Linked DNA regions of Mus musculus: all the other regions are linked to region 7. A link is a contact called in public promoter capture Hi-C data. All regions are on one chromosome and are shown on one strand. The core of a region is the stretch at or near the end of the contact, and the rest is flanking DNA. Distances in the headings are between cores, read along the strand shown.

What was found. Promoter capture Hi-C pulls out the DNA fragments that hold promoters and counts their contacts.
Region 1: a promoter capture Hi-C map of liver shows a contact between it and region 7, with 5 times the contacts expected there. The contact joins the promoter of Itpa here to the promoter of Zc3h6 in region 7. A contact is called at or near these places in 4 of 39 promoter capture datasets (the C10 cell line, liver and pre-B cells) and 1 of 115 datasets of contacts at active chromatin or transcription factors (astrocytes).
Region 2: a promoter capture Hi-C map of pre-B cells shows a contact between it and region 7, with 2.9 times the contacts expected there. The contact joins the promoter of Lzts3 here to the promoter of Zc3h6 in region 7. A contact is called at or near these places in 4 of 39 promoter capture datasets (the 3T3-L1 cell line, cranial neural crest, liver and 1 more).
Region 3: a promoter capture Hi-C map of pre-B cells shows a contact between it and region 7, with 4 times the contacts expected there. The contact joins the promoter of Dusp2 here to the promoter of Zc3h6 in region 7. A contact is called at or near these places in 5 of 39 promoter capture datasets (the C10 cell line, hematopoietic stem and progenitor cells, hippocampal neurons and 2 more).
Region 4: a promoter capture Hi-C map of pre-B cells shows a contact between it and region 7, with 4 times the contacts expected there. The contact joins the promoter of 1810024B03Rik here to the promoter of Zc3h6 in region 7. A contact is called at or near these places in 1 of 39 promoter capture datasets (pre-B cells) and 1 of 9 other capture datasets (liver).
Region 5: a contact with region 7 is called in a promoter capture Hi-C map of pre-B cells, with 2.2 times the contacts expected there. The contact joins the promoter of Atrn here to the promoter of Zc3h6 in region 7. A contact is called at or near these places in 2 of 39 promoter capture datasets (the C10 cell line and pre-B cells) and 1 of 9 other capture datasets (liver).
Region 6: a contact with region 7 is called in a promoter capture Hi-C map of pre-B cells, with 3 times the contacts expected there. The contact joins the promoter of Ciao1 here to the promoter of Zc3h6 in region 7. A contact is called at or near these places in 3 of 39 promoter capture datasets (hippocampal neurons, neutrophils and pre-B cells) and 1 of 9 other capture datasets (adipose tissue).

Annotation. Positions count from the first base shown.
Region 1 is chr2:130,665,901-130,670,079 of GRCm38.p6, reverse strand. It overlaps Itpa (inosine triphosphatase (nucleoside triphosphate pyrophosphatase)), which reads right to left and starts at 2,278. Exons shown (of 8, transcript NM_025922.3): 1 at 2,145-2,278. The coding sequence starts at 2,210.
Region 2 is chr2:130,640,408-130,644,714 of GRCm38.p6, reverse strand. It overlaps Lzts3 (leucine zipper, putative tumor suppressor family member 3), which reads left to right and starts at 1,871. Exons shown (of 5, transcript NM_197945.4): 1 at 1,871-1,994. The region is part of intron 2 of Gm52563 (a long non-coding RNA gene); the gene reads right to left.
Region 3 is chr2:127,334,899-127,339,004 of GRCm38.p6, reverse strand. Dusp2 (dual specificity phosphatase 2) reads right to left here and starts at 2,846. Exons shown (of 4, transcript NM_010090.2): 1 at 2,368-2,846; 2 at 2,107-2,228; 3 at 1,537-1,756; 4 at 628-1,424. The coding sequence starts at 2,767. The coding sequence ends at 1,210. Gm46762 (a long non-coding RNA gene) reads left to right here and starts at 3,454. Exons shown (of 3, transcript XR_003953899.1): 1 at 3,454-4,106. It also overlaps a transcript of Astl not described here.
Region 4 is chr2:127,205,441-127,209,604 of GRCm38.p6, reverse strand. It overlaps 1810024B03Rik (RIKEN cDNA 1810024B03 gene), which reads left to right and starts at 1,325. Exons shown (of 2, transcript NM_198630.2): 1 at 1,325-1,430. It overlaps Snrnp200 (small nuclear ribonucleoprotein 200 (U5)), which reads right to left and starts at 1,219. Exons shown (of 45, transcript NM_177214.5): 1 at 1,067-1,219; 2 at 468-631. The coding sequence starts at 1,111.
Region 5 is chr2:130,904,352-130,908,676 of GRCm38.p6, reverse strand. It overlaps Atrn (attractin), which reads right to left and starts at 2,182. Exons shown (of 29, transcript NM_009730.3): 1 at 1,710-2,182. The coding sequence starts at 2,116. It overlaps A730017L22Rik (RIKEN cDNA A730017L22 gene), which reads left to right and starts at 2,281. Exons shown (of 3, transcript NR_015523.2): 1 at 2,281-2,466.
Region 6 is chr2:127,246,359-127,250,304 of GRCm38.p6, reverse strand. Ciao1 (cytosolic iron-sulfur protein assembly 1) reads left to right here and starts at 2,489. Exons shown (of 7, transcript NM_025296.4): 1 at 2,489-2,823; 2 at 3,147-3,295; 3 at 3,592-3,703; 4 at 3,804-3,892. The coding sequence starts at 2,685. It overlaps Tmem127 (transmembrane protein 127), which reads right to left and starts at 2,357. Exons shown (of 4, transcript NM_175145.4): 1 at 2,221-2,357; 2 at 1,496-1,813. The coding sequence starts at 1,739.
Region 7 is chr2:128,965,250-128,969,570 of GRCm38.p6, reverse strand. It overlaps Zc3h6 (zinc finger CCCH type containing 6), which reads right to left and starts at 2,169. Exons shown (of 12, transcript NM_178404.3): 1 at 1,735-2,169. The coding sequence starts at 1,766.

The sequences.
Region 1 (4,179 bases), core at 1,029-3,528, 1.7 Mb before region 7:
GCGGTACACCAAGAGCCTATCTTGGAAAGAAAGGAGGGAGGGGGCCATCAAGATGGTGCAGCAGGTAAAAAGCCCTTACTGCATTCACAGGCCTGAAAGCCTGAACTTGTCAAGTAAGCCATGGTGCAAGAAGAGAACCAACTCCTAAAGCCACTCTCTGGCCCCATGCCCCACCCCCAACACATAAACATAATTAAAATACTTTTTTAAGGGCAGGGAGGTGGAAGGAAACTTCTGAGTTGCAGTCAGGAAAGTGCTGCACCTGTCATTCCAAATCCTTGTCCCTAGGCAGGTTAAAGGGAGGGAAGATCAGAAGTTCAAGGCCAACTCAGGTAGAGAGTCCCTTTTTCAAGAGATGGGGGAGGGGAGACATGGGGCTCGAGAGATGGCTCAGTGGTTAAGGACACCTGTTGCCCTTACAGAGAACCCCAATTTGGTTCCTAACACCCACAGGGTGGCTCACAACCATCTGTAACTCCAGTCTCAGCAGATCCAACGCCCTCTCCAGGTCTCCACAGGCACAGACATATATGCAAACTCATAAAGTAAGTTAATTTTTTAACTGGGCATGTTGTGCTGTGGTAGTGACTCAATGGGAAGAGCACTCGCCAACACAAGCACGGTGACCTAAGTTCTGGTCCCTTGCACCACATAAAAGTCTGGGACAGTCGTGCTACCTGTAACCTCAGCCCCGGAGGAGGCAGAGACAGGCGGATTGCTTGAGCTTGCTACCCCACCAAAGAGCACACTCTAGGTTTGAGACTCTGTCACGAGGGAATAAGGAGGAAGATAATCATTGGCTTTAAGTCCTGGGTTAGATCCAAAGTCAGAAGAAAATTAAATAAAGCCTCTGGGTCTTTGTTCTAAAAGCTGTAGCATGTAGAGTTTTGACAAACTTGTCACATTTTTCTTTTGTTAACCTGCCTTTTGTTATACTGTGGTCAGCCATGATTCTTTTTTTTTTTTTTTTAAACCCGAGTCTTTCTACTGCTGACTTTTATCTATAACACAACAGTGTTATTCTCCCAGAAAGTGAAACCTTGTCAGAGCTACCGTGCCAAACCCTACTAAGAAACGCCTGTGAGTGCCTCATGCTTTAGAGAGAGGCAGATGGAGGAGGATATGATGACCACAGCATGGGATTCTGGAAAACACATACTGAGATGTGTTCATTTCAGGAAGCGCTGCCAAGCATACTTTTAGACTAGCTTTATGTCCCAAAGCAAGCAGAATAAAAGGTTCACTATAGCCAGTTTTGGATTATCAGGTTGTCATGAAAAAATGGCAGAAAGAGGAACATTTGCCTGGTGTAACTTGGATTAAAGGTCCCTTTGTCCTCAGTTTAAGAATGCAGTGAATTGGTAGGCAGCATTTCTGCTGCTATGGGTACCTCAAGTTGGCTAGCTTTCAAGCTTTGAGGATTCTTCAGCCTCTCCCTCCCATCTTGAGGAGTTACAGAAGTGTGCTGCTACACACATCTGGCTTTCCCATGTGTCCTGGGGATTGAACTCAGGTCAGTCTTGACTGGCAAGTGCCTTTCCTCATTCATGTCAGCCATGATTCTTATGAGGTATTACACATCTCAGATATGGAAGGGTAGATGGAACTATACTCAATTTGGATCAACATCCCTCCATTACCCCCCCCCCACACACACACACTGCTTTTCAGGAGGGGAGGTGTCTGAACTCAGGTTTAAAATCTAGGGCTTCAGGGGTAATTTATCTTTGTCACACATGTCACTACTCCAGCTCCTATAGCCTGCTGACTTTACCAGCTCATCTAAAAAACTCGTGAGGTGGAGCATGCGTGCAGCCCCAGAATTCGGAAGCCAGGAGGGTCAAGAGAATAAAGTCAGTTCTGGCTACACAACAGGGTCAGACTAGCCTGGACTACACGAGTCATTATCTCCAAAATAATGATTATATATATAAAAAAAAAATTCCTCTGACCCTCAAGGCGCCACACTCCACGGCGGTCTCTCCCCAAGCCCAGACCTTCAACACAGCCAGGGGCAAACCCCACACTCCCCGAGGCTACAACTCGTAGCCTCGTTTCCCGCCTTCTCTCCCGTGCATCCCTGGTGAAAGCCCAGCAGCCCAATCACCACCCGCCTCCGAGACAGTCTCCACACCCCACAACACCTCCTCCAGCTTCTTGGCGTTTCCCGTCACAAACACGATCTTCTTCCCGACCAAAGACGCAGCCATTGCAAGCGAGGGTTACGGTCCAGAATGCCCAGTAACCCTTTGCCGGGAAGGTACTTCCGGCCGGAGGCGGAAGTAGGTAGCTCGGTTTCCGGCCCTATCGGATGCCTGAAGCTTGCCTCCGGCTACTGCTGCCAACATCCGGGAGGTGGCAGCCGCGGCAGATGAGCATCCCGCAGCCTGTGTCTGAGGCGCTTGGGACGCGCTGAGGGGTGGAGAGGTCTATCAGCGCGCAGATCCTCTGCTAAGCAACTCCGGGGAGCCAAGAACCCGCGCCCTGACGGGTGTCGGCTGTGGTGGCGCCCCTCCGGCACCTCCAACTCTGTTGAGAAAGACTATCTTTTAGACAAGGGCTGTAAGCCTGGGAGTCTATCCGAACCTCACTGCGAACTTAAGACAGCATAACCAAGCAGTCTTTTACGTGTTAGGCTTGATAGCTAGTGTTTCGACTCCTTTTTTCTTGCCCAGCTAACCCTATCCCTTCTCTATTCCGTCACCTCAGCCTTTGCATTGGGAACACACCAAGGAAGATGAGTGACCCTCTTAGCCCTACCCTGTGAGTGCATGAGCCCCTTCAAGAAGAGGGTGTCGCATTCCCTGAAACTGGAGTTACAAGTGCTTTTGAGCTGCCTGGTGTGGATGTTGGGAACTGAGCCTAGGTTCTCTGAAAGTTGTAAGCTCAAGCTGGAGAGATGGCCAAGCGGTTAAGTACATGACTGCTCTTCCAGAGTTAGTTGTGTTCCCAGCACCACATGGTGGTTTTCAGTTGTCTGTAACTCCAGTTCCTGGGAATGCATTGCCCTCTTCTGGTTTCTGAAGGCACTAGGCATATATAATGCAGCGCACATACGAGCAGCTAAACACTCATACATATAAAAAACATCTTAAAAAAAAAAAAAAGCCGAGCATGGTGGCGCACGCCTTTAATCCCAGCACTCGGGAGGCAGAGGCAGGTGGATTTCTGAGTTCGAGGTCAGCCTGGTCTACAAAGTGAGTTCCAGGACAGCCAGGGCTATACAGAGAAACCCTGTCTCGAAAAACAAAAAACAAAACAAAAGTACAGGGTGCTAGCTGGAAGTGTGGCCATTTATAATCCCAGCACTGAGATTAAAGCAGGAAGATCATGAATTAAAGGCTAGCCTGGGCTATATATGGTGTCAGGGATGTAGCTTGATGGTAGAACATTTGCATAGCATGACCAAGGTCCTGGGTTTGGCCCCCAGAATCACACACACAAACAATAGAATCCTAATCAAGCCTGGCTGTTTAGCTTAATGTTATTAACCTTGTACAGCCTTGGGTATTGTTATATAGATGCAACTTACTTAAGGGGCTTATGGGACTTAGGCAAGCACTGTACCACTGAGCCACATACCCAGCCCACTAATGAGTTTTTCTTAAACTCTAGAGCTGTCCTCACAGAGTAGCCAAAGCTATGTTCTCCTCAAATCTTTGCTCGTGACCTTAATATTGCGTGTTACACAATTCAGAAGCTTTGCTGTATACAGTGTCTTTGGAGACAGATCATAGTGTCCTCTTCACTGCCCCTCGATGGTGTTATTTTTTGAGGACCTGTGGTTCATTAGAGTTGGCTGGGAAAGGCTGGGCTGAGTAACATGGCCCTTCCTGCATGTCACTTGTCTCTCTCTTTCATGAAGTTAAAGGGAATCCTCAGAAAAGTGGAGAAGTAGAGGTTTTTAAAGCAAAGGTTAGAGAGAGAGAGAGAGAGAGAGAGAGAGAAGCTGAGGCATTTAACATCCAAGAAGTCACAAACACACACAAATATATATATATATATATATATATATATATATATATGTATATATATATATATAGAGAGAGAGAGAGAGAGAGAGAACAGGTACTAGATTTTATATATATATATAATCACATATAAGCATATATATTACATATATAGGCCAGGTAATTAATATACATATATATATATATATATATATCACATATAAAATAA
Region 2 (4,307 bases), core at 622-3,121, 1.7 Mb before region 7:
AGAGAAAAAAACCAACCAACCAAACAAACAAAATCCCTCACAATAACGTCTCGAAATACATGTTGTTGTGGGCCAATCAAAACTTTCTCTTGCCTGGTAGCACAGACCTCTAACCCCAGTACTTGGTAGGCAGAGGCCGTCAGGTGTCTCTGAATTTGAGGCCTGGTCTAGATGGTGAGTTCCCATACAGCCATGCCTCTATAGAGAGACCCTGCCTCAGGGAAAAAGAGGAGGAGGAGGAGGAGGAGGAGGAGGAGGAGGAGGAGGAGGAGGAGGAGGAGGAAAAGAAAATGTCTCCTGGGGATTCTTCCCATATTCTGTTCTCTTCTCATCCTCTTCTCACTGAAAGGGGTAGCAAAGCTGGACTCATCTGCTTAAAACAAGGATGACACGTTACCTCTCTGACCTAAATGAATATCTTGTAATATGGTGGCCACAAACCATGAGGATCATCACATTTCCATGACACTCAGTTCACAGAGTTGTAGAATATATAAATGATCTGTCATTGGCTAATGACAATAAGATCTTAGTTTATTTAATATACTTCCTTATTTGGATTGGTTGATTGGTTTTTTTGGTTGGTTGGCTTTTTGGTTTTTTGGTTTGGTTTGGTTTGGGTTTTGGGTTTTGGTTTTGGTTTTTTGAGACAGTGTTTTTCTCTATGTAGCCCTGGCTGTCTTGGAACTCGATCTGTAGACCAGGTTAGAATCGGTCTCAGAGACCCTGCCTCTGTCTCTCAAGTTCTGGGATTAAAGGCATTTACTTAATACATTTAAAAGCAATCATTAGAACTGAAAACAGGAATTCATTAAATTCACTATAGGAAATAAAAACAATTGTTTAAAAAGGCAAAAAAAATTAAAATCTATGACATAGTCCTATGTCATAGGATGGCTAAACTCATCAGTTATCACAATCACAACCTACAGCCTTTTGCTAAGGCGGAAGCCTGGGCCTAGCTTGCTTCCTCATACTGATCAGACCAAGGGCATAGTTGAAGGCTGAGTGCTTCCTTTAGGAAGTTTTCCTGGGCAGCTGGCAACCCCTTTAGTGTATGCCACCTGCACTTGCCAAGGTGTTGATCTGAGTCAAAGATAAAGTCTTTACTCAATCTCTTTTTAGGATGGGGTTTGTTAGTTTTACAGCAGGCACGGGGCACAAGGTATAAAATACAAATTTCCTGTAGCGTCAAGTTTTAAATTGGTCAATTTATTGGCTCTTGCCTCCACCTAGATCATAGTCACAGGTGCCTTCACACCCCCGCATCTTGTAGGTTTGAAGGCTCTTCAGGGTTTTTTGGTTTTTTTCCCCCCCCTTAATTATTTTTTAATTCAGTGTATGGTTGTTTCGACCATATGTTTGTGCAGCACCTGCAGAGGCCAGAAGGTGTCCAATCCCTTGTAACTAGTTATCATGTGGGTGCTGCGAATTAAACCCAGGTTCTATGGAAGAGCAGCCAGTGCCCTTGACCACTAAGCCATCTGTCCAGTCCCATATTTGAAGGATTTAGGACATCTGCTGCACAGGGAATAGCTGGTGCAGGAGTTGAATCTAGAGTCCAAACAAGGTTGTCCATAAACCAAAGGGCTCATACACCCAGATACGGGGTTCAAAGAGAGTAGGAATTTGCTGGATTTCTGGTAGGACAGAAATTGGGGATTGACCCCAAGAATTTGGTACAGTGGCTAACGGACTGAGGCCGAGTATCTGCCACCCAGCCTTTTGGGCAGGCGGGCCGGCGCTCAGCGACCAAAGGGGTTAAGGCACCGAGTCCCACCCCCGTCCAGGATTGGCGGGTCCCGGGGGCGTGGCCGGAGGGCGGGCCCGCGTTTGCCGCAGCCGCTGGTGGGCGGGCCGGGCGCGGGGCGGGAGGGGCCAAGAGCAGAGCCCGGCCGCGCCGCGCGCCCTGTGGGGCGGGCTTCGGGCTGCGCCAGAGAGCGGGACAGCTAGCGCCGGTGTCTGAGCCTCTGCGCCGGACTCTGAGGCAGTGAGTAAGTGATACAGGCCTGCCGGGGTGCCCCTCCAGGTTCTCCCTCAGGTCACCATGCCCGCTGCATCGCTCGCTGCTTCTGGCCGGTGGGAAGCTGGGGAGGGGGCGCGTCCCGCTGCTAGGGTACCGGGGAGCTGGGGGGGGATGAGGCCGATGATGTCATGGACGCTTCAACCGGCGCGCGGGGAGGGGGGGGTGGCGGCCGGAGGGGGTGCGGCCCGGATTATGTCACCTCTTCTCTCTGCACCCCGCCCCCCCCCGGGGGCCACGCGCGTTGGTGGAGAACCGAGGGAGGTATGGGTGGAATTTCTCCAACCGCGGAGACCTCTGTGGCACCTTTGCAGAGATTTTGTGGCTGGGGTCTATGTGCTAGTGAATGGCGACCCTCCCCCTCCCCCCCCACACACTCTGACACACACATGCACAGCTGAGGCAGGCTCCTGTGTGAGCGGGTGGGTGGGGGTGTGCTGTCAGTACCTTCAGCACTGAAGCACTGGCTTCATCAGAGTCAGGATCTAGGGGATGGGCCTCTTCCCCTGCAGGTGCCCACATTTCCAAGGGAAGATGAATCTCCCCTCACACATCCCAACCAAGAAGTTCTGCTCCCTGAATCCCTTCCCTTAATCCTTCCTGGAAGCTTTTCCTTGTTTCTATGTCTGCATTCATTTCCTATTGACATTGCTCATAACCAACATCCCCACAAGTATTGGCCTTGCATTTTCATGATGCCGGGGGGGGGGGGTCCAGAGACCCCTGGGGTAACACAGGCTTCCAATGGGGAAGGCTCACAGTGAAATCTCCCTGGGTCATCCTGAGCTAAGTGCTCCAAGACCTCTTGGGTACCAAGGATGCTGAGGAGTATTTGGACTGGTTCCAGAAGAATGTAGGCTGGGCAGAGAGCTGAGAAGAGGTCATGTGTGGAGTGAAGAGCTGCTTTCAGGAGAAATACAGGGTGGATATCAAGAGAGGCCTTAGAGACTCTGCTACAAACTCTACTTGGTTGTGGGTGCCAAAAAGAATACCATGGATTTTACACATAATCCGTTTCCTTTTTAAAAAATCGCTGTAAGGTAGGTGTGAGAATTTGAGTCTGCTTGAGGTTTCGTAGCTGAGCTGTGATTTACACCTGGAGCTGATGCTGCAGGAATTCTAAGGCCCTTGACCCTGCTCGGGGAAGGGTTTAGCCAGAGTCCATTTGGCCCCTCTGACTGCTAGTATTGTAATGTCACAGGCACTGAGGGTTGATAGAACAGAAATGGAGGCAGGCTCAGGCAACAGGCTATCATCCCAGAGTGATGCGGTTCAACTGCCCTTGCAGATCACACTGTCACCTAGGGCAGTCCTCCTCAAGCCTCAAGTCCTAAAGAGGGCTCTCAGCCCCTCCTCTCCCCTCAGTTCCTACTTGCCAGGGAAAGAGATTCCACTCCTTGTCCTTCCAACTCTACCAAGGTTTTGAGGAAAGAATTTGCAGGAGCCTGAGGTTGGAAGAGGCAAGGGGCAGGGAGTGGCTATAAGATGTTGACGTTGGCAGGTTAGAACTGTGGCAAGGAACTCTGTGGGAATTGCCTATGGGTTGACTGCAAAGCTGTCCTCACATAGAACCTGAGAAGGGAGCCTCAGGACAATGTCTAGGACCCCAAGAACCTGAGAAGGCTCGACTGAAGCAGAGTGATGCAGTGACATGTGACCCCCTCCAAACTCTGGTTCCTTGGCACTCAGAAAGGGTGTGCACTTCGCAGTTTATAAAGATCTTCCCAAACACTCACCATGTTACCCCTGTCACTCAGTCAACATGCTCACTCCTGGTGTTTGCTCCTTCCTCTGCAGCCTCTGGTGCAGTTCCCTTGCTAGTGTTCTGCCTTGTTTCCCTGGAGGTGCCTGCCTTCAGTGTTGCTATCTAATTTTTAATTCCTATCAAAATGTTGTTTGGATTTTGGGGAAATGTATGTATATGCACACACAGCAAGATCATGGGTGTTCTGCTCTGTCTCTGCCTGCTTCATTCCCTTGAGAGTCTCTCACTGAAGCCAGAGCTAGGCTGGCAGCAAGCAACTCTCTGAGATCCTCCAGTCTCAGCCCTCCATAGCACTGTGGTTACAGGCACCAGTGTCACTGGCTTTTTAGGTGGCTTCTGGGGATTCAGACTCAGGTAACCATGCTCGCGCAGCAGGCAGTCTTACTGAGCCATCTCCCCAGCCTGTTGATTAATTATTCTATTTTCCGCTGTTTGTTTTTGGAGGCACAATCTCATGCAGCCTAGACTAGACTCTACCTCAGTATACGCTACAGGTGGGCCTTGAACTCTTGATGTGTC
Region 3 (4,106 bases), core at 1,597-4,096, 1.6 Mb after region 7:
CAGTTGATGGCTTCTGGTATGGAGAAAGGCTAAGAAAGACTCCTCCTCCTCCTCCCTGTGGGCCACTAAGAATTCAACCATGTTCCAGTGAATATATGGACAAAACAAAATGGACTTACCTTTTCCTTTTGGGGGGGCAGAACATCCTGGGGAGGGGAGGGAGCAGATGTGGGAAAACTGGGAGGTGAGCACAATCAGGGTGCTTGATGTGAGATTTCCAAATAATTCATTAAAAAAAAAAAACTGATACAATTCCTGAGGAAGGCTCAGAACAACCCTAGCTCTTGAGTGCTTTACCCAGAGCAGAGAAAATGGGCGCCAGGGGTAGGTTATGCACCCTTCATCCAGGGAGCCAGTGCCCTCTGATCTAAATGCCCTCAGTCAACACATACCTGCACACCACACACTAGGTAAATGTGGGGTCTGATCAGGGATGCACAGAGCCGCTGTGAGGCTGAGGCCGACCTCGGCCTTCCTAACCCTCCCAGTTCAACCACAGGCTAGAACCTGTATGGGAAAGAGCCCAGCCCAGGCCAGCCCAGGCCAGCCCAGGCCAGCCCAGGCCAGCCCAGGCCAAGGCAGACCACTCAGCCATCGCAGGCACAGACTTGAGACCAGACAATGTGGTACTGCTCTTTTTTAAACAAAACACTGTTTTTATTGACACAACCTCAATGTTCTATATAAATATAAAGTGCTGTTTCCAACGCCCCTCCCTGGCCCACAGGGCCGGGAGGAAGTTGGGGAGAGAGCGTTAAATGTCAGTTGAACACAAATAACTTTTCAGCACCAATTACAGCGAGATGCCCACACACACACACACAAAAGTCAGATGTCCGTAACATGACACACACGTCACTTCCTGGCTCCCCTGGGAGCACAAGGCTTAAGCTTTGGGTCAAGGGCTGCACACCCCTAGACATGGTTTCTGCTTGTCACAGCTTGTTTTCTGAGCCCTTGGGTGACCAAGGGCTTTAATATAGTAAATTAATTAATTAAATTAATTTCTGCAAGTCGAAGGAGGGAGAGCAAATAAGGGCCAGCCCTTATGCCACCTCAGAAGAGCACCATATCAGAGCAGCCGTCATCCTGGATTTCCTAGCACCCCAGTGGGACGGCAAGATGAGGAGGGAGGAGCTGGGCCACAGCAGCTTCCCCCAGGAGTCAGTCAAAGCCAGAGCTGTGGGTGGGGCCAGGCTGGGCTTTGCCTCAGTGACACAGCACCTGGGTCTCCAGCTGTAGCAGCTGCCCCATGAAACTGAAGTTGGGGGAGATGACTCCCCGACGTTGCTTAACAAAGTCAAAGGCCTCGTCCAGCCGTACCCGGTGGCTCTGAATCAGGTATGCCAGGCAGATGGTGGCTGAGCGAGAGATGCCAGCTTGGCAGTGCACCAGCACCCGGCCCCCACTATTCTTCACCGAGTCTGAAAAAGAAATGTGGAGCCGAGAGTCAGACAGGAAGGTGGACAGAGGAATCAGGTGCCTGTACCTTCTCCCCTACAGTTCCCACAGAACCCTGGGCTGAGGCTCCCCTACCTATGAAGCTGATAGCCTCCTGGAACCAGGCACTTATCTCCACCATCTGGTTATCTTCTACTGGAATGCTCTTGTAATGGAAAAGACCCTCAAAGTGGTTGGGGCAGCTGGCAGAGACATTGAGAACTGCTGTGATGCCGCAGGCCTGCAGGCCCTGAAGATCTGAGGAGTGGTTGCAGCTGCCCAAGTACAGGTAGGGCAAGATTTCCACAGGACCACCCTGGAGGAGGAAGGGGACGGTGGTGAGACCTCACTCAGCCTTGTGCTGGAGGGCTTGATCCAGACATCTTGGATTGGCTAGAAACAAGAGAAGCTCTAGGCCTTCTGACCAAGGACAGAATTAAAAGTCTTGAGGCCACAAGGGGACATATGTTCAGACACTTTGTGCCACATATGCCTTAAAGTCTGTATGAGGATATATACACGTTCACACCATTTGCAGGTCACACAAACACTCTCCACATCTGGGAATGTATATTGGAACACACCCCTGTCTTTCCCCACTGGCGTTCTCCAGAGGCATCCCTCTAGAATGCACAATGAAGACAACAAATTCGAATATCAACTCACCTGGTCATAGATCGGAACCCTCGGGTCAGAGTTGCTATTTTCGGCCCCAGCAGGAGGCAGGGCCTGGGCAGGAGCTTCAGAGCACAGATCCGGACAGTACGTCTGGAAGCTTTTGAAACCGCCTGTGGGAAAGACAAGAAAGGGTATGATTAGCCAAGAGGTCGGGAACGGGGCACGGAACGTGGGACAAGGGGCTAAGAGCGCGGGGCGCGGAACATGGGAGAAGGGGCGAAGGGCGCAGGGCGCGGGGCGCGGGCTCACCTCGCAAGAAGCACACGGTCGTGGGTCCCCCGCGCATCTCGTGCTGCAGTGCGGCTAGCAGCAGGTGAGCGGGGCCGTCCGGCGGGAGCTCGGCCACAGACGCGCTGCTTTCATCCAGCACCACGGCACGGGCCAGCTCCCCGCGGCCCAGGCGCGCCCGGAGTGCGCGGTCGGGCAACAGACAGGCGAGGGCAGCGGCGGGGGTGCCGCGCGCACGCCGCCGCAGCAGCGCGTTCCAGGGCACCGGTCGCGCGGCGCGCACGTGGCTCCGGCAGAAGGCCAGGAACGGGCGGCAGTCGAGCAGCAGCGTGCGCTCGGCCTCCCGCGGCTCCCGCAGCAGCGCGCCCAGCGCCGCGCACTCTAGCTCGCACGCCGTCTCCAGCCCCATGGCGATCGGCATCGCAAAGCCTCCTGCTTCCGGATGTCCTCTCCCTCGGCTCCGGCGGCGCGGTGTCTGTGTGGCGGGAGCTGACGGTTCTGGGGGCTCTTCGTCGAGCCCGGGCTTAAATACTCGAGGGCTGGCCCCTCGGGTCACCATACAAGGGTAGAGCAGGAAGGCGCCGGTGCCCGCCCCCGCGGCTTCACGTGGGACTCTGGCTGGGCCGCCCCCGGGGCTCCCTGAGCGGACAGGGGGTGGGTGGGGCGGGGCATCAGGGGGAGGGACACGCGGGGGAAGAAACTGGGAACCAGACCGTGACAAGTGTCGGCCTGGAGTCTAGAGGCCCCACCCACGTCTCTCCAGTGTATATGCCCCAGTGCTCCCCACTCTTTGCCAGGCTTCAAGCCACTAAGTGCTTAGGAACTCAGCTCTCAGCTGCACCGAGCCTTTGAGTTACTCAGGTCTTCAGCTTCCTCACTTTTCCCATTTTCTCCCAGGGTTTTCATTCTAGGAATTTCGATAGCAAAAATGGACAAATTACCTGTTGCTACCCATAATGATACACTATTAGGAAAGACACCAACCGTCAGGAAATTGTCCTATTCTCCCATGTCAGGCCCAGGCCCAGGTGGAGGAGTCCTGGAAAGCCAAAGCCCTGGGGCAGGGGCGGGGGTGGGGTGGGGTGGGAGGGGCTTTAATGGGGAAGGGGCGCAGGGGCCTGTGACGAGTTTCCTCTTATGACTGGGACAGTTTCTTTCCCCAGGGGCCCAGGGAAACCCCCAAGAGCCTAAAAAGAAGTAGTTCCCATGCCACAGGCCAGGGCTAAAGAGGAACTCTGTTGACGATGCTGGGCTCTCCCAGGGCATAGCCAGGCCTGGCGGGAATTTCAGGGGAAGAAGGACTATTCACAGAACCTGTTCCCTTCCGACCCCTTAGGAGCTACAAACCCCTCTGGGACAGGCCCTGGTCCCACACCAAACTGTAAGAATGAAAAACTGGGTAACTCACAGCCATTCTGTGCTCCCCCACTCAAGTGCCTGCCCGCCCCCCCCTCCCGGATGTGGTGAGGCCCAGCTGCACGTGGGCCCCCCGGGACACTCCTGCGTTGGGGGCGAGAAAGTTGGTAGGTGGCTGAACTGAAGCAGGCGGGTGGGGACAGTGTTCAGAACCCAGCCTCCCAAATCTTTATTGCCCTGAGCCAATCCTCTGCCTTTACTAAGACCCTTCCAGCATCCCTGCAGATCCTTTGTTTCTTGGAGGCCTGTGGCTAGAACCTGTGGGGACCCCTAACATAAGGTATGGTAGGTATATAGGTGCTCGAGCAAAATATTATGCCTTTCCTCTTGATTTGGGGAACTTG
Region 4 (4,164 bases), core at 76-2,575, 1.8 Mb after region 7:
AAACAGTCGGGGATGGGGCTGGAGAGAAGAGTCGAGTTGTTCACCCCAGTACTGCTTTCCAAGAGGACCCAAGTTCAGTTCTTAGCCCCACACTGGGTAACTCAAAACCTCCTGTAACTCTAGCTCCAGGGACTCTCAAACCCTCTCTGGCCTCCACACAGGCATCTGCATACGTGTGCACAAACCCACACGAACATACACATGCACGTAATTAAAAATAAAACAGATCTTTTAAAAAGATAACCGGAAGAAAATTAACATCTATGAATCAGAAACGAGTCAGTAAAAGGTATCAATAGATTTTGTTCCACTTCATTACACCTAAATCCAAAGAAGCTCTAAACCTTGGTTGTTGTGCACACACCACTCATCTTCCATATAAACTTGAGTAAAACTACTGCTCTAATGCTAAAGATGGGCTTTACATTAGATGGAAAAATAGCATCCAGCATCCCCTTAGTACTTACTTGGCCCGTCTTTCTTCCTGCATCTGTGGTTTGGTCCGTTGAGCCTTATCTCCCATTCGGGTTCCCTCCAACTTCCCAACCAGGGACAGAACCTCTCCCGTCGGTTCATCCCGGCGGGTCCGGTCAATGAGAGAGCGGTCAGCTTGGAGCACAAGATTTGAGTTCTGAAAAGATCATACTTTATCAAAACTTTGATATGTATAGTTTTGAATCCTGTTATTACAGTGACAGCAGATGATGGGAAAACAGTGGAATAAAAAAAAAATCATGCTCTTAAGAAGAAATAACATAGCATTACACGATGCGCGAGCACTATTGCTGTCTGAGAAGGTGAACGACCAGCGCTCCTAAGAGCATCCACAACAGCCCACATTTGGGTAAAATGTTGGGCACATTGCGGGTAAAGAGAAGAAGGTGCGAGTTTAGCGCTGAGGGGGCTGGGGAAAACCCAACTCCTAAATTCTCAAGCGCCCCAAATTCCACGGGGTTTTTCCTTCGTGTTTTAATCCATCCTTCACCCAGCTCTGATCTCCCGCTCAAGTGTCCGTGGCTGTCCACGACCTCCCCTGTCTGCACCGGTCCTTCGAGACCACACGCACCGCCTTGTACTCGTACTGCAAACTGCGGGCAGTCACATCCGCCATGGCTGCTGATGCTCCGGGAACTCAGGGTTCCACTCTTCTTCACGCTCCGAACCGCTTCAGCGAACCGCCCTGGCACAACAGGTACAACGCAGGACGAACGTAAGGGACGGAGAAAAGAAACGGACTTGCTTCCGCTTCCGGGACGCCCGCTAAACGTGAGACTTTCCGGTTACTAACCACTGCTTCTGGGCGGGGTTTGCGGAGATGTACAGTAGTACATCCGGGTCAAGGATTCCATTGACCGACGAGACACACGCGCGTGCAAATTGTGGTTCCAGGCATCTCTACCTGCGACAGAGCCAAGGCCCAACCCCTAAGCGTATGTTGAAAGTCCCTTTCTGTAATTCTTTTGGTTTCTCATACCAGCCATCCTGTGAGGCAGGCAGACATGCAGGCAAACGGAAACTAAGGGATAAGGAAGCTGAAGGTTCAAGCAAGTTAGCAAGACAGGCATGGTGGCGCATTCCTTTAATCCCAGCACTCGGGAGGCAGAGGTAGTGGATTTCTGAGTTCGAGGCCAGCCTGGTCTACAAAGTGAGTTCCAGGACAGCCAGAGCTACACAGAGAAACCTTGTCTCGAAAAACAAAACAAAACAAACAAAAAACCAAAACAACAACAAAAAGACAAAAAAAAAAAAAAAAAAAAAAAAAGCAAGTTAGCATGTACCTAGTTCTAGTAACCGACTGGATTTCTACCCCAAACCCCTTTCCGCAAGACTCTCCCCTGTGTCAGCTGACTGACGGTAGAGGAAGAACTATTTGTGCCCAATCTTTTGTCACAGCCTGTCAGGACTTTAGGTGTGCGGATTACAGCATATGTATAACTTTGTCCTCCTCAATGTGACACGAATGTTTTACTAAAGAAATATATGAAAAATAAATAATATGTATGGAATTACTATTCAGTTTTATTCAGCAGTAGTGGTACCTTTTATGTAAAGGTGGTATTTAGTCTTTTCATAATTCTCTACACAACACTGAAAGCAAAACAGTGAGTTCTGCTTTCCCTTGATATTTAATAAGCACGAGTGAACCTTAAGTCTGTGTCCTAATCCACCCAGCCATTTTGCTGGCAATTTTTTTTTATTGTTTGGTTTATCATTTACATTTTATTCTATGTAGATAGGTGTTTGGGCTACATGTATGTTTGTGTATCATTACATGCAGACTTCCACGAAGTCCAAAAGAGGGTGTCAGATCCCCTGAGACTGGAGCTGCAGATAGGTTGTGAGTTGCCATGTGTGTGGAGGGGTTGGAACCCAGGTCTTCTCAAAGAGCAGCCAGTGTTCATAACCATTAAGCCATCTCTCTAGCCCTTATCTGGTTTTTGAGAAAAGATCTCCTGGAGTCCAGGCAGGCTTCAAACTTGCTATCCAGAGACTTCTCTTGCACTCTTGATCCCCCTGCCTCCAACTCATAAACACCGTGGCTGCAGCTATGGATGGTTGTGACAAGCTGTACCTTATCATATTTAACAGTAAGAGCAGCATAGTAACCCTAGGTTGGACTCATTTACTTTTTTTCTTCTTTATTAGTAGGAAGAAGTTTTATCGTTTAGGGGGTCTAAGAATTTGCATTTCAAATATAGTTACCTTCCCAAATGGAGTTCCACTTGGAAGATATAAAATAAGCCCTTGTCAATTTTTTTTTTTTTTTTTTTGGTTTTTCGAGACAGGGTTTCTCTGTGTAGCCTTGGCTGTCCTGGAACTCACTTTGTAGACCAGGCTGGCCTCGAACTCAGAAATCTGCCTGCCTCTGCCTCCCAAGTGCTGGGATTAAAGGTGTGCGCCACCACGCCCAGTGCCCTTGTCAATTTAAAAACTGAATGTTATACTGAAAATAAGAGAATTATTTTATGAAAGTGTTGACAGTCTTGAATAACTTTAAAAATTATAATTTTTTTCTATTTATTTATTTATTCTACGTAACTGCAAACATCGCTCTCTTCAGACACACCAGAAGGGGGCACCAGATCCTATTACAGATGGTTGTGAGCTACTATGTGGTTGCTGGGAATTGAACTCAGGACCTCTGGAAGAGCAGTCAGTGATCTTAACCATTGAGCCACCTCTTTATCCCCTTTGGATAATATTTTTAAAATATATTTTTTAAAATATTTATTTATTTATTTATTATATGTAAATACACTGTAGCTGTCTTCAGACACTCCAGAAGAGGGCGTCAGATCTCATTACAGATGGTTGTGAGCCACCATGTGGTTGCTGGGATTTGAACTCCAGACCTTTGGAAGAGCAGTCGGGTGCTCTTACCCACTGAGCCATCTCACCAGCCTCTATTTTTAAAATATTTACTTGTATTTTCTGTTGTGTGGGGAGGTCACAAAGGGGCACCAGGGCCCCTGTAACTAGAGTTATAGTTGTCAACTGCCATGTGGGTGCTGGGAATTGGGCCTAGGTACTCTGCAGGAGCGACAAATGCTCGTAACAGCAGAGCCATCTTTCCAGCCCTATTTTTTTTTTCATTATTTAAGGTTGGAGAGTTAGTTTAAGGAAAAACATGTAGATAAGCAAGTAACTACAACAAAAGCATGGTGAGAGATAATATCTTCCTCATATGTAGTTTCACTAAAATTAAGATTACTGTTATTTAAATTTAATGGGTGTATATATGTATGATTTGTGCAAGACAGGGTGACTTGTGTGGTGGGGTGCAAGTGCCACGGTGTACGTGTAGTGATCAGAGGACAACTCTATGAAATCAGTTCTCCCGTTTCATTTTTCTGTGGCCTCTGATGCAGTGAGCACCTTTAGATTTCTTATCATTTAGGAAACACACGAAGGAAAACTCCAGGTAACTTAGACAATTTAAAAATATATATATAAATCTAAAAGGGTTTTAGAGGTATGGGAAGAGAGAGGTATAAATATTGTGAGGATGGTTTGAGTTCTGTGTGTATGGTGTTCACTCACCACTGTGATAGAAGATGAGATTTACTCAGCTCTCCTGGAGTCCATTTGAGTGTGTCCTCAGAAGTGGGTAAAAGTTTGAGTTGAGAAATATAAATCTAAGATTTAGCTCTTGAAGTTTTGCAG
Region 5 (4,325 bases), core at 933-3,432, 1.9 Mb before region 7:
CTGTGTAAGTGTTTTGCCTGCATGTGTGCCTGGTGCCTGAAGTCAGAAGAAGGCATGACATCCCCTGGAACTAGAGTCATAAATGATCATGAGCCACCATGTAGGTGCTGGGAACCTAACCCCAGTCCTCTGCAAGAGCAACAAGTACTCTTAACCACTGAGCCAGCTCTCCAGCTCCATTATGGTATTTTTTACTCCCAAACGAAAAGTTAAGTTCTACAAGAATAAAATTACATACAACTTGTTTACCACTGTATCTCGAAGCCTAAAATCACAACACGCTAAACTATTAGACCAACCCCCGAAACACTGGTGCTGAGGTTCCTTGGTTTCTCCATTGTAAAACTTAAGAGTTCATCTTGCCACTGATCTCTGAGTCCCCTAGAAGATCTAACAGAGATCTATTACTTTAACATTCCAAGCTTCTCCCTTACAACTCTCTTCTACTACAGGGGCACTGGCAAAACTCCACCTTCTGGACTCTACCACTATGTCTGCAGCTTTTTTTTTCCATTTGGAATTCTTCTCCCCAACTTCACGCTTGCAAATCCTACTTAACCTCACATGCTCAAATTCAATGTCACCTCCTCCTCCTCCTCCTCCGAGACTTCTCTGCTTACTGCTAGCCAGTCACACACTCTCTGCCCCTTCATTTCCACAGGTTCTCTTATGCCAGGTTCAGGCCTCACTCAGATCAAATGACACTCAAATGGGTGGCTTCTAATGTCACCACTTATCGGAATCCTGGAAGACCGACCACCTGTTTGTATTTTGCTTTTAGCATTTACCACTATCTGAAATTATCCTGCTCATTCCTTTTGCCTAGTTACGTGTTGACTGCCTGTCAGCCCTCACTAGAACATAAGATCAATTGGAGCAAGAATCAATCCTACGCCACGTTCACATTCCCTCACTTTCCCACGTCAAATGGGGAACCCAGTCAACAAATATCTGCCTGAGATATGGATGACACTGTAGGTCTTATAACTTCCCCTTGCTGTGTTCCTAACTTCTTGTGGACCACATCAAACTCTGGATGATGGATCTACCTGTGTGCATTATCCAAAAATTCTCTCACAACAGAAGCAAATAATAGATAAAAGCTAATTAAAAAGTGATCTCTCCAAGAGGTTCTGCCCCAAACCAAGCCAACTGCATGTTGTGGAGAATCTAGGGCTAATAGGATTCTCCTCTCTAGACAACCCCGTTCCAATAGGCCAACAGTGAGGATCCAAAAACTAGTTTCTTCACTTTCCTTGGAACAACAACCAATGGTACTTTTATCCCTGAAATCTTACAACCCAGCCTTACCTTCTATTTTCACCCAACATGTCACTTCCTCGGCTGTACTTCTTCCAGACACACATATCTCCAATCTCTTGGGCTGGTCAAAGGCAAGTGCTGAAGAACTCACTCACTCACCGTTTCCTTGATACCTCATTTATCCTAAATAAGCCCGTTTTCGAGGTGGGCTTTTATACTCTTCAGGACCCACATCTAACCCACAGCAACAAATGCCTCCCGAGTGTTCCCGTTCCTTCTCAATCTTCCACCACAGGCAGACCCGAAGGCCACCAAATGAACATCCCTCCAGGAGGCAAGCCATCATCAAACACAGTGGGGCAAATTCTACCCTCGCGATTTCAAGCCCTGCACCTGCCTTGGGCCTGGAACATCAGGCTGGGCCTGCACTCCCCACCCGCACTCACCTGAAGCGGCCCCCGCAGTGCTGGCATTGCTCGCCCACCCAGCCCGTGGGGCAGACGCACTGGCCGGTGCCAGGGTTGCAGCGGCCGCCGTTGACACACGGCCGGTCACATTCCTTGGCCTCGGCTGCGGCCGAGCCCGACACCGCCGCCGCCACCGCAGCGGCCTCGGCCTCCCGGGGCAGCGGCAGCAGCAGCAGCGAAAAGAGCAGCGGCAGCAGCGGCGGCGGGGGCAGCGCCCGCGACAGCACCCGCGGTAGACACAGCCGGGCGCGCGGTCCCGGCCTCCAGGCCCCTGTCGCGGTGCAGGGTCGGTGCTGCCTGCCCTTCCTGCCCGCAGGCGCTGCTGTCGCCGTCGTGCTCCCCCTCAGCCGCGCCTCAGTCGCCGCCGCCGCCGCCACCGCCACCATCTTCCTGGGGCTGAGCCGGCGCCCAGCGAACACATACACACCCCGCACGCCGGCTCCCCTTCGCCTGGCCGTGCTAGGCGGGGCCGGGCGACGGTGGCCCGGCGGGTCCATATCCAAGGCGGGGCTCCCGCTGTGCGTCGGGCAGGGGCGGGGCTGGCATGCGCGGGGGCGGGACCAGGGCCGTGGTCTTCCGGCGTGCCCAGCATGTAGACCTGCTCAATGCCAGGGTCTTAGCGCGGATGAACATCGCCTAGTCTACGGAGGCTCTTTGCTTTCCGCACCGCGCTACGACGAGTTAGCCAGTACCTCCTTACAGTGGCTGCCTGGCTCTGCTAGACAAGCTGACTGTGGTAAGTGTTACCCTTTGGACGCCTCCAAAGCTCAGCTTATAACCCCAACTCCATTTTGGTGAGAAACCGGACCCAAAAGGCTAATGATGTCGTGTGTTGCTAGCTGAGACCTGAAGAAGTAGTACTTACTGCATTCGCGTTTCTAAACTAGGGATAACAAAATGGCACGTGTGTTAATTAAGCACCTGCATATGAATAGATGTGTAACTGACTGAATGCACACACAGCCAGGCTTTCCTTGATAGCGAGCGGATTGAACCAGTGGCAGACCATGTCTATGTGTACCTTAAATTCTGCAGGAGAAGTTTAGCATTATCTTGTACCCCACGACCTATCCATATTCTCTGAAGAAAGAACAGCCCAGAATTACCGGGAGCGCTCTCAGCTTGCACACCCTTCTTGCTAACGCCAGTGCCTCTCCTACTCCCAATGATACATACTTCCCAATAGCATAACCTTGTATGGGCCACTACCCTGGAATGTACGCTGGACCTTGACTATATTAAACCGATAGAAGGATATGGTAAAGAGATAACGTGTCAGTTCCAGCTCTGATCTTATTTTTTGTTTCTTTTGTTGCTTGGTCTGGTTTGGGAGGTATTTGTTTATTTGTTGTCCTGGGATTCTCCTGCTCTTCCACCTTGGAAAGATTCATACAGAGGTCATATGGAGAGAAAAGGTCCCAGGCAAATGAATCTGGTAAGCTTATAGCTGGAAGAACAGTCACTGAGTGAAGAAGCCATATGGGTTGTTTTAGCCATCTGAGTTGTTCCACTAAAAGAATAGATAGATAGATAGATAGATAGATAGAGATCTATTTAGTTGGCTTACAGGATGCAGTCCAAGTAGTTCAACAATGGCTGTCCCACCCTAGAAAGGTGCTTGATCCACAAGACTGGACTCCACAGTCCCAATTCGGTGCTGGAGTCCTAAAAGATTCCTGGAGATCTCACTGCTGATCCAAAGAAGTCAGTTCTAATATCAGTGAGGTAACGCTGCAGAAACTTGATAGATGACCTTCCCTCCAAGAATAAGAACAAGCAGACAGAAAGCAAAGTTTCTTCTTCTCTGTCCTCTTATCTGCCATGAGAAAGTGCTACACAGATTTAGAATGAGTCTTCCTGCTTCAGGTAATCTGATTAAGACAATTCTTCATGCCCAAGAAATGGTGGCCCACACCTTTAATCCCAGCACTTGAGAGGCAGAGGCAGGTGGATCTCTGTGAGGCCAGCCTGGTCTACAGAGTGAATTCCAGAACAGCCAGGGCTACATAGAGAATCCTAGTCTTAAAAAGAAAAACCAGTTCTTCCCAAGAATGCCTATGTGCTTGTGTTGTTGTTGATCCCAGATACAGTCAAGTTGACAAGCAAGATTTCTCATCAAGTCTACATTATCTAAATAGGAACAAATCTTTCCTGTGTCTCATCCAGTGAGAGGCCCATTGCTCTTTCAAGCAATGTTTCAGCCTGCTTTAGAGAGGCTAATCAGAACTTTGCCTCATAATCTTGGGCTGTGCAGAGTATACTTATGCAGGTACTTGAGAGTTTGGGCACCTGGTCCTGGAAAACAAAGAAAACCTCACATACATGTATGAAACCTCTCTGATTAACCTGGGAGTAGAGAATTGGAGTGCACCCATAGTCAGACACCAGTGTCCAGCGCAGGCCCTGACCTTGCTCACTCTGCATCCCCTGAAGGCCTGGTAGAGCTGAACTGCATACACAGCAGCCTCACCCCAGCTATCCCAGGGCTCCAAACCAGATTCCAGTCTTCACATTTGTTCATTTCTTTGTCTTTTCTCTTTCTCCTCTACTGTGTTCTACATACGGCTGTATATGATGAAAGAAGGAAGCAGGAGA
Region 6 (3,946 bases), core at 1,240-3,739, 1.7 Mb after region 7:
TGTGGTGACACTCAGCTCCTGAAACAGAAACACCATGGTATCAAAGCCACAAGGCCTGAATGAAGGTGAGCACAAAGAAATGGAAAGGCATCCAGATTCAAACTCCACAGCCTTTGCGCCATCAGGTATATGCTAAAGAACACCTCTAGCCAGCCTATAATCTTGGTCTTTTTTTTTTTTAAGGTTTATTTATTTATTGATTACATGTAAGTACGCTGTAACTGTCTTCAGACCCTCCAGAAGAGGGAGTCAGATCTCATTACGGATGGTTGTGAGCCACGATGTGGTTGCTGGGATTTGAACTTCGGACCTTCGGAAGAGCAGTCGGGTGCTCTTACCCACTGAGCCATCTCACCAGCCCCAATCTTGGTCTTAAAGAGACAAACTCAGGAAGAGGGTAAAAAATATCTCAACCAGAAGCTTTCATCCTGTTTTCTATAAAAAACCATCCTAAAGTCTTGAATGTGCAAATATGCAAAGAGAAGCAAGTTGTTCAAGAACTCACCTCCAAAGACACCACCAGGTGACAGGATAGGGCTTCTCAGCATAGACCTACAGCAGGGTTTTTATTTCAATGCAGAGGGGGGCGCTGACCTTTTCACCAAATCCTAGGGCCTGAGCCATTCATGAGACACCTTGCACATATCTAATAGGAACATACTAGAACTAAAGAGTGTCAAAGAAGAAAGGTGAGGACTTTTGAGACTAGTTCAAAGGACTTGAAGGCAACAAGATGTGACCATTGGGTCCCACTGACCACTTTTATGTTTAAAATCAGGAAGGACATTTCTGCTTTCATACTGCACAGCCTTTCTCCTCACTCCTAGAAACCGAGGAGGAGCTAGGAGGCTCCTGAGTCAGGCCCTCCTCTAAGCCCTAGACTCCTATCTCATCCAATAAACAGACCAGATGCTTTCTTCTGCCTGCTAGTCTGGGAAATCTGTTGATGAATAAAGCAACCGTCTTAATATGGCATACCTGTAAAGGCATGGAAAACCAAGTTTCAACTGTTGAAGGTGTTAATAGAACTGATATCTGATGACCTGGGATGCCACAAGTCCCCTCTATTGTAAATCCAATTATCATAGAATACTAAAATGTCTTTTACAATTGGTCACATTAACAGTTCTGATTTCTCCATCGATCGAGCTGCCCCAAACGACTATTCTGCATCTCACATGTCCGTTAGAAAGGGGAGGCTAATTGTAATACCTGACAAACACCCTTTTTTCTTCTACCTACCTCTGGCAGAAACCTAAAATAGCAGCAGTTTGGATTAGCATGACGGTGAGGAGTAGGTGCTTGGCTGAATAACATCAAAATTAATGAGAGGCTAGACCCCCAAACAGAGCCACCTGGTGGGCATGAACACCAAGCAAGAATGGGGCTGTTTCCTTTGACAAATGACTGCCTCTGGCTATCTATACTTCAGCCAGCCTCATATCTGTTCTGCACCGCCCCTCAAGCCAAGAGAGCAGGAGCTCAGCGCTCTCACCTTTTAGCAGATCCGGGTTTACATAGCCCAGCACGTCCGAGACCCCCAGCTCCTGGCGGGAACAGGTGCCTCCATGGATGTGCAACCAAGCGGGCTCCGCGAGGGCAGTGCACAGCGCTGTGATGGACAGGGCGCCAGGCAGGGCCGAGGCCAGGCTCCGCTCCGGCTGCTTGGGAAGAGCGCTGCTTCCCGGGCTTCTCCGCCGGCGCCCTCCCGGCAGCCCGGCACCTCCAGGGGCATACATGCCCGGGGCTGCCCGCTGTAGCTCTGCGGTCGTTGGTGGTGGCCGCCGACCTCAGCGGGGCGCGCAGAGCCTGTCTGTACCCAGGTGGAGAGCAACGCAATGGGCGGCTGGCCCGGAGCTGTCAGGGCCCGCACCAGAGACTGCGGGGTGGGACCCAGGGCTGAGCACAGACCAAAGGACTGCGGGAATTCGGGGGGCGGGGACCGAGGGCTCTGGATGAGGGGTGCTGGATCAGGGCTCGGAGATGGCAGGGGACTACATTGGCTGTAGACATGCCAGGATGAACGGGCGGAGGTACTGGGGGGCCGGGGGAGGGGATCGGCTACTGGCAAGGGGACCGGAGGAGACTTGGACCAGGGTTATCAGACAGAGGGGTGCTGAGGGGCGGAGGATGCAGCTGGGCCGCCGAGATCGGGAATCCGCACTTTGGGGTGCGACCTAAGCCTCAGTAACCCTCCCTACTCTAGTCCCTGCTCCTCACCGGTCAGCAGGCCTCAGGGCTGGGATGGCGCCGCTCCGCCCGGTCACAGGCTTCTTAGCTGCCCGGGCCAAACGATCCCAGGCCCCAAACCCGCAACGCCCAGACGGACCCTGGCCGATGCACTTCCGGCTTCCTCCAACCCCACCCCACCCCCGCCTCCTTCTTCTCCGGCCCTCCGCCCTGCCCTCCGTGCGCGTCACTGTGTGCGCGCGCCGCTTGTTCTTGCGCAGGGCATCAGGGTACTGGTAGTTCCGGACTGTCCCGCGAGGCTTCCAGTTACGGAGGATGAGGGGAGTGACTACAAGTCCCAGAAGGTCACGCGGCGTCAACAGCGGGCACGTCAATTCCTAGGGCGACATATTTTGCAGAAGCTGTACATCTGACGGTCTCAAGGTTCTATAGTGCCCAGCGCGTTTGGCGCGTTGCTTCTCTCGGTGTGCTCTCCTTACCCTAAAACAGTCGCCATGAAAGATTCTCTGGTACTGCAGAGCCGCGTCCCGGCGCACCCGGATTCCCGCTGCTGGTTCCTGGCCTGGAACCCCTCGGGGACCCTGTTGGCTTCCTGCGGAGGCGACCGTAAAATTCGCATCTGGGGCACCGAGGGTAAGGCCTGGCTTGGCTTTGTGGCCCTGGTGCCGAGGAAAACACTACTCTGAAAAGTGTCGGGGAAGGAGTGTGCCAGCGTCAACAGAGGCTGGAATTGTTGCGGGAACTGGGATATTTGCTGCGGGAACTGGGATATTTGCTGAGGTAGAAAAATGAGGAAAGTCGCCTGAAGAGCAGTTTAACAGTTTCAGAATCTTGATCGGTTGCATCGTAGTAATAATGGTGACTGACTTTGTCCCAGCAACAGGGTCCCACTTAAAGTACTACTTAGTGAATGGCATCGATGGCGCTCCAAAGCCTAGCCTGTTCTCTGCTTGCAGGTGACAGCTGGATTTGCAAGTCTGTCCTTTCTGAAGGCCATCAGCGCACCGTTAGGAAAGTGGCCTGGTCCCCGTGTGGAAATTACCTGGCATCTGCCAGCTTTGATGCCACCACTTGTATTTGGAAGAAGAACCAGGATGACTTTGAGGTAAACAGGTTGGATGGGAGCAGTTTATTACCTGTTTGCACCCCAGGGCTTGGTCATATTAGTTACAGCCTTAACTTAATTTCTACACTATAGAAATAGTAGCTGAGTATGGTAGTTCATGACTGTAATGCCAGCATTTGGGACACTGAAGCAGGATGATTGCTGTAAGTCCACCAAGGTCATCCTGCTATAGAATGAAACCCTTTCTCAAACAACAACAAAACTGCTCTCTTAGATATTTTACTAGGGCTTAGGACTCTTAGCTGCCATTAACTCAATATCCTTTCCCTTTCCAGTGTGTGACCACTCTTGAGGGCCATGAAAATGAGGTCAAGTCAGTGGCTTGGGCCCCATCTGGCAACCTCTTGGCTACCTGCAGCAGAGATAAGAGCGTGTGGGTCTGGGAAGGTGAGTCTAGGTGCCTCTGGGTACAGCAGGAAACCAGCTCGCTGGCTTTCAGCTTTGTCCCTGACTGGTCACCTCTGGGTCTAATTTGTTCCTCCCACAGTTGATGAAGAGGATGAGTATGAGTGTGTCAGTGTCCTCAGCTCTCATACGCAGGACGTTAAGCACGTGGTTTGGCACCCGAGCCAGGAGGTAAGAGTGAGACAGGGTGGGAAAGAACCTGCTGTGGAGGTTTGTGCCCAGCCT
Region 7 (4,321 bases), core at 920-3,419:
CTCTTTTCAAAGTCTGATAGCAGCCAGGCATGGCAGTGCACACCTTTAATCCAGCACTCTGTAGGCATAGACAGGCTGATCTTTTTGAGTTCTAAGACAGACTGGTCTACATATCAAGTTCTAGGCCAGCTAAGGCTAAGGAGACCACCTCTCAAAAGGGATGGGGGTAAGAGAAAACCATGGTGTCATTGTTCTGTAGAAGCATTATTTTGATTTCTAAACTTGGTGACACGTTTTATTATGTAAAATACATATTTCTACATATTCAAGTTACACTATCCACTAACATGAGATTTCCTTTCATATTAATGAATTTTAAGTACATCAAGTCACTGGCTTATCAATAGACTTCTCAACATTATTAGTTAATTCTAGGACCTTCACTTTTAAACTTTTTTTAATAGGGCAATATTGGGCTATGAGTGTAGCCAAGTGTTAGAGTACTTGCCTATCACACAAGAGTCCTTAGGTCCATTTGACAGCACTGAAACTACAAAGGTATCATCTTTTTTAAAAAATCATTAAAAATGTCCAGTGCAAGCTTCTGCACTTATGTAAGAGCACTTTTTACTATCTAAACCTTGCTACATGCTTCATTGATGTCTTTCTAGAGAATTATCATTACATTAGTGAAGTTCTTAGGATTTTTTTAAATCCCTTTCAAGGTTGCCATATATTTTGGCATTTAAAATTTCAATGATTTTTGTTGGTTTTTGTTGTTGTTGTTTTGTTTTGCTTCCTTTGTATTTAGGGAAGGAAGGTGAGTGTAATGCTTTATCAAAAGCATATGATATTTATCAGGAATTCTTAAGTCTTATGGGCCACACTAGAACACAATGTATCTGAGACTATTCACAAAGCAATGTGAGGATGTCCACTTTCAAGTCAATATTCTAAGTAGGAATCAGCTGAATGAGATTTGGCACCAGGAGTTTTAATAAAAGTCCTCCTCTGACACCTTTAAAAATTTGTTTATCAATGTCAAGAGTATATTCTGTAAATGCCACCAAACCTTTGAATGGTGCTAAGAATGTGCCTCTCAGAGCACAACAAAACTAAAACTGGAAAATGAGAATCTCAGCTAAATAGTCAAATATTTATTTAGCACCTAGGAAATCAGGTAAAGCTAAAACTCTGCAGTCTACTTGTGTTAACGTATTTAATATGAAAAACTGCCATTTCACTTTCCTGGAGGTTATAGGACTGCGGCAGACACATGGCCTGGGAGTGGGGGATGGGAGGGAAAGAGACTCCCCAACCCCCTCCAAAAAAAAAAAAAAAAAAAAAAAAAAAAAAACTAAACATGTTTATTTTCAGAGGTAGACTCGGGTCGGAGGCAAACATCCACTAGGCCTACTACTGAGCTTTTGGGGCCGGTTCCAACGGGGCTGCCAACGCCGGTCACTGGCCTGGCGGGCAGCGGCCGCAGCCGCGCCGCCGCCCGCGTGGCGCCGACGACTGAGCCGGGCCAGGGGCGGGGGGCTCGCACGTGCCCGGCGGGGGCGGGGCGGCGAGAGCGACGGCGACCCCGGCTCCGGGAGGCGGGCGCGGCCGCTTCGGCCTCCCCCGCGGCGGCCGGCAGGCAGCGGCGGTGGACGAAGGTGCGCGTCACGGAACCGATGGAGCCACACAGAGACGTCTAAGTCATGCAGGAGGCGCCCGGCCCCGGCCCGCTCCCGCCGCCCCGACCCCTCCTCTCATCCGACAGAAAGACAGACAAGAAGGGTTCCCGACCTGTCGTGCCCTGCATGTTCAGAGTCTGTCATGTTTGGTCAAGAACGGGGCGGGGCTGGAGGGCAGGTCTGGAGGCCGGCGGCGGCGGTGGCGGCGGCAGCGGGGCGCGGGGAGGACCCCTGCGCCGCCTGCGGGCAACCCTGTCCCCGGCCGCCGCCGACAGGTGACGAAGTGGTAAAAACTCACGGTTACTAGTGAGCGACACAGACACAGACTTTCCAGTCTATTAACAACCAACGCCAGAGAGATGGGGCTCTAACTGCAAAGACTGGGCAACGGCCCCGCGCTGCCGGCGCTGCCGCTCTAGTCTGTATTCGCCGCCGGAGGCTGAGGCGTGGGAGCCGGCGGGCGGCGTGCAGCGACGCGGGGATTTGGACAGTGGCCGTAACGGTGATTTCTCCTCACCAACATGGCGGCACCCGAAACAGGCGGCTCAGAAAATGGCGCCGGCCGCAACACCTTGCCCGGGACTAAAGGGCAAGTGGAATTCCTCCGCGAGCCGCGGCCCTCTCCCAGCCCGCCGGTGCCGAGCGCACTAGCCATTGGAGGAAACTGCCCGTCAATCACTTCCAGGGGCGGGCCTTTAATACGCTCGCTGCGGCAGCGGAGGCAGCAATCTGATGGGTGTGAGGCCAGGGATGCGGTTCGGTGGCGCGTGGAGTTATATCGGGCGGGGCAGGTCACCCCGCCAGGCCTGCTGTGTCCACCAGGTCCTCTGTGCCCATTTCTCGATGTTCCTGCGAGACTCGTCGTCTAAGGCTTTGGAGTTCCGGACTCATCACACTGTCCCCCTCCACCCCGCCACCGTTAACTGCGCGACAAAGAAAGGAACCCAGGACTGGCGGTTTTCTTTGTTAAAAAGAAAGAAAGAAAGAAAAGCTTTCTTTGTTGCCGAAAGAACTCGGAATCATCCTTAAGCCCTTAAACTTGTAGCTGTTATGTCTCCGTAGTGTAAGGAAGACTGCCTGCCATGCAACTTTTTCTGATACTAAATTCACCCAGTCCTTACTTGACGATTAAAAATAGCTATTGAGGTAATTAAAACATGATCTTGTGTCTGTTAGCGGTTTAGATGTGGAATTCATTCGAGTATTTCATAAGAACAAGACTTCATTTCTTCGTATGTCCATGGCCTTCAGACGTATTTCCATATCCTTCAGAAATAGTCTTGAAATGATGAGTAATGTATACTTAGTTCTGAAGGAAAGTTAATTTTTTTTATTAAAATGATAAGCTTAAATGTCCAATATTTCTAAATACACGACGTCTTTTGTCTTTGATGTGTAAATAACGTGCATTCAAAGAGCAATTGCGATTAGATAAATGTGAAAAGAGAAAAAAAGTTATTTAGTTGAATGCAGCTATTGACAAGACTTGAACCCTGACAGATCTTCACGGCCCATTATAGGAAACTTTCAAAAGGCACATCTGTTTTAACTAGAGAAGCAATATTATTAGTTTTTGGAACTAAAATGTAAAGCCTCTTCATTTAATCGTTTTACTAGGAACAGTGAAAGGCTTTTGAGGTGTAACAGCTGCTCTTCACAACTGCATTTTCTGCTTAGACATTAAAATAATGATTTAGGATTTGAATTTGATTTTTTTTTTTAATAAAAAGAAAATCTTTGAACTGGTACACATTTGAGTATTGCTGTTTTCAAATTCGTTTGGAAGTTTAAACGCACACCAAAATAAATTCTGGGCATTAGCTTACTCAGAAAAACAACTTTTGAAATGTTGCCTCCAGACAAAATTAACATACTGACACACTTGGAAGGTCCAATTGTTGGCTATCTAGGCCAACTCAAGCCACAAGGAAAGGATTCCCTGTGGTGTACTCTATTTGTAAACTTTATATACTTTATAAACCCTCAAGGCAGGAAAGCCACAGCTCTCAGCTGGCTGAACACAAAGCAGTCAGGCCCCGCACCCAGACTTCCCTAACAGCCCTAAAGGTCATCTTCTAAGGGCTACTGCAGTCATTCATTCGCAACCTGAGCTATGAAAGTGGCCAAGAAAGTGCCCTACAAGAAAAAAAAAAAAAATCCCGCCACCCCCTGAAAAGGAAGTCTCATTAGTCCCTGGCTTGTCACAGAAACCAGTTCCTGAGCATGAAAACCAACAAATCCCTGAGCAGAAAAATTCACCAATCCCTGAAAATACCAAACTCTGGACTTGAAATCCCAACAGTCCTCAGCCTGGAAAACTGGACAGCTCCGCCCCCTAAGAAATCCTATGGAAGGCCTGCCTTCAGCTCAGTCAGGGGCTGTTTTCTCACCTGAGCAGAGGCAGCAGTCCTGCGGTTTTCTCTCCCAATAAATCCCTTGTGTGAGGTTTGTTGTACTGTGTGACTTTGTGCCTCCCAACTGCGAGGATACCTTTCCTTTCAGACCTACAACATTTCCATCATCCGCAAAGAGTATTTCCTCGCCATTTGTTACCCTCTGTTGACCTCAAAATAGAAGATAACCTGGAATCTGCTCAGCCCTTTCCTCTTTAAAAGAAATCGCTTGTAGACTTTAGAATTTAATTCACCTCTGAGATTACTAAATTCTGTGACCAGAGCTCATTGATATTTTTTAAAGCC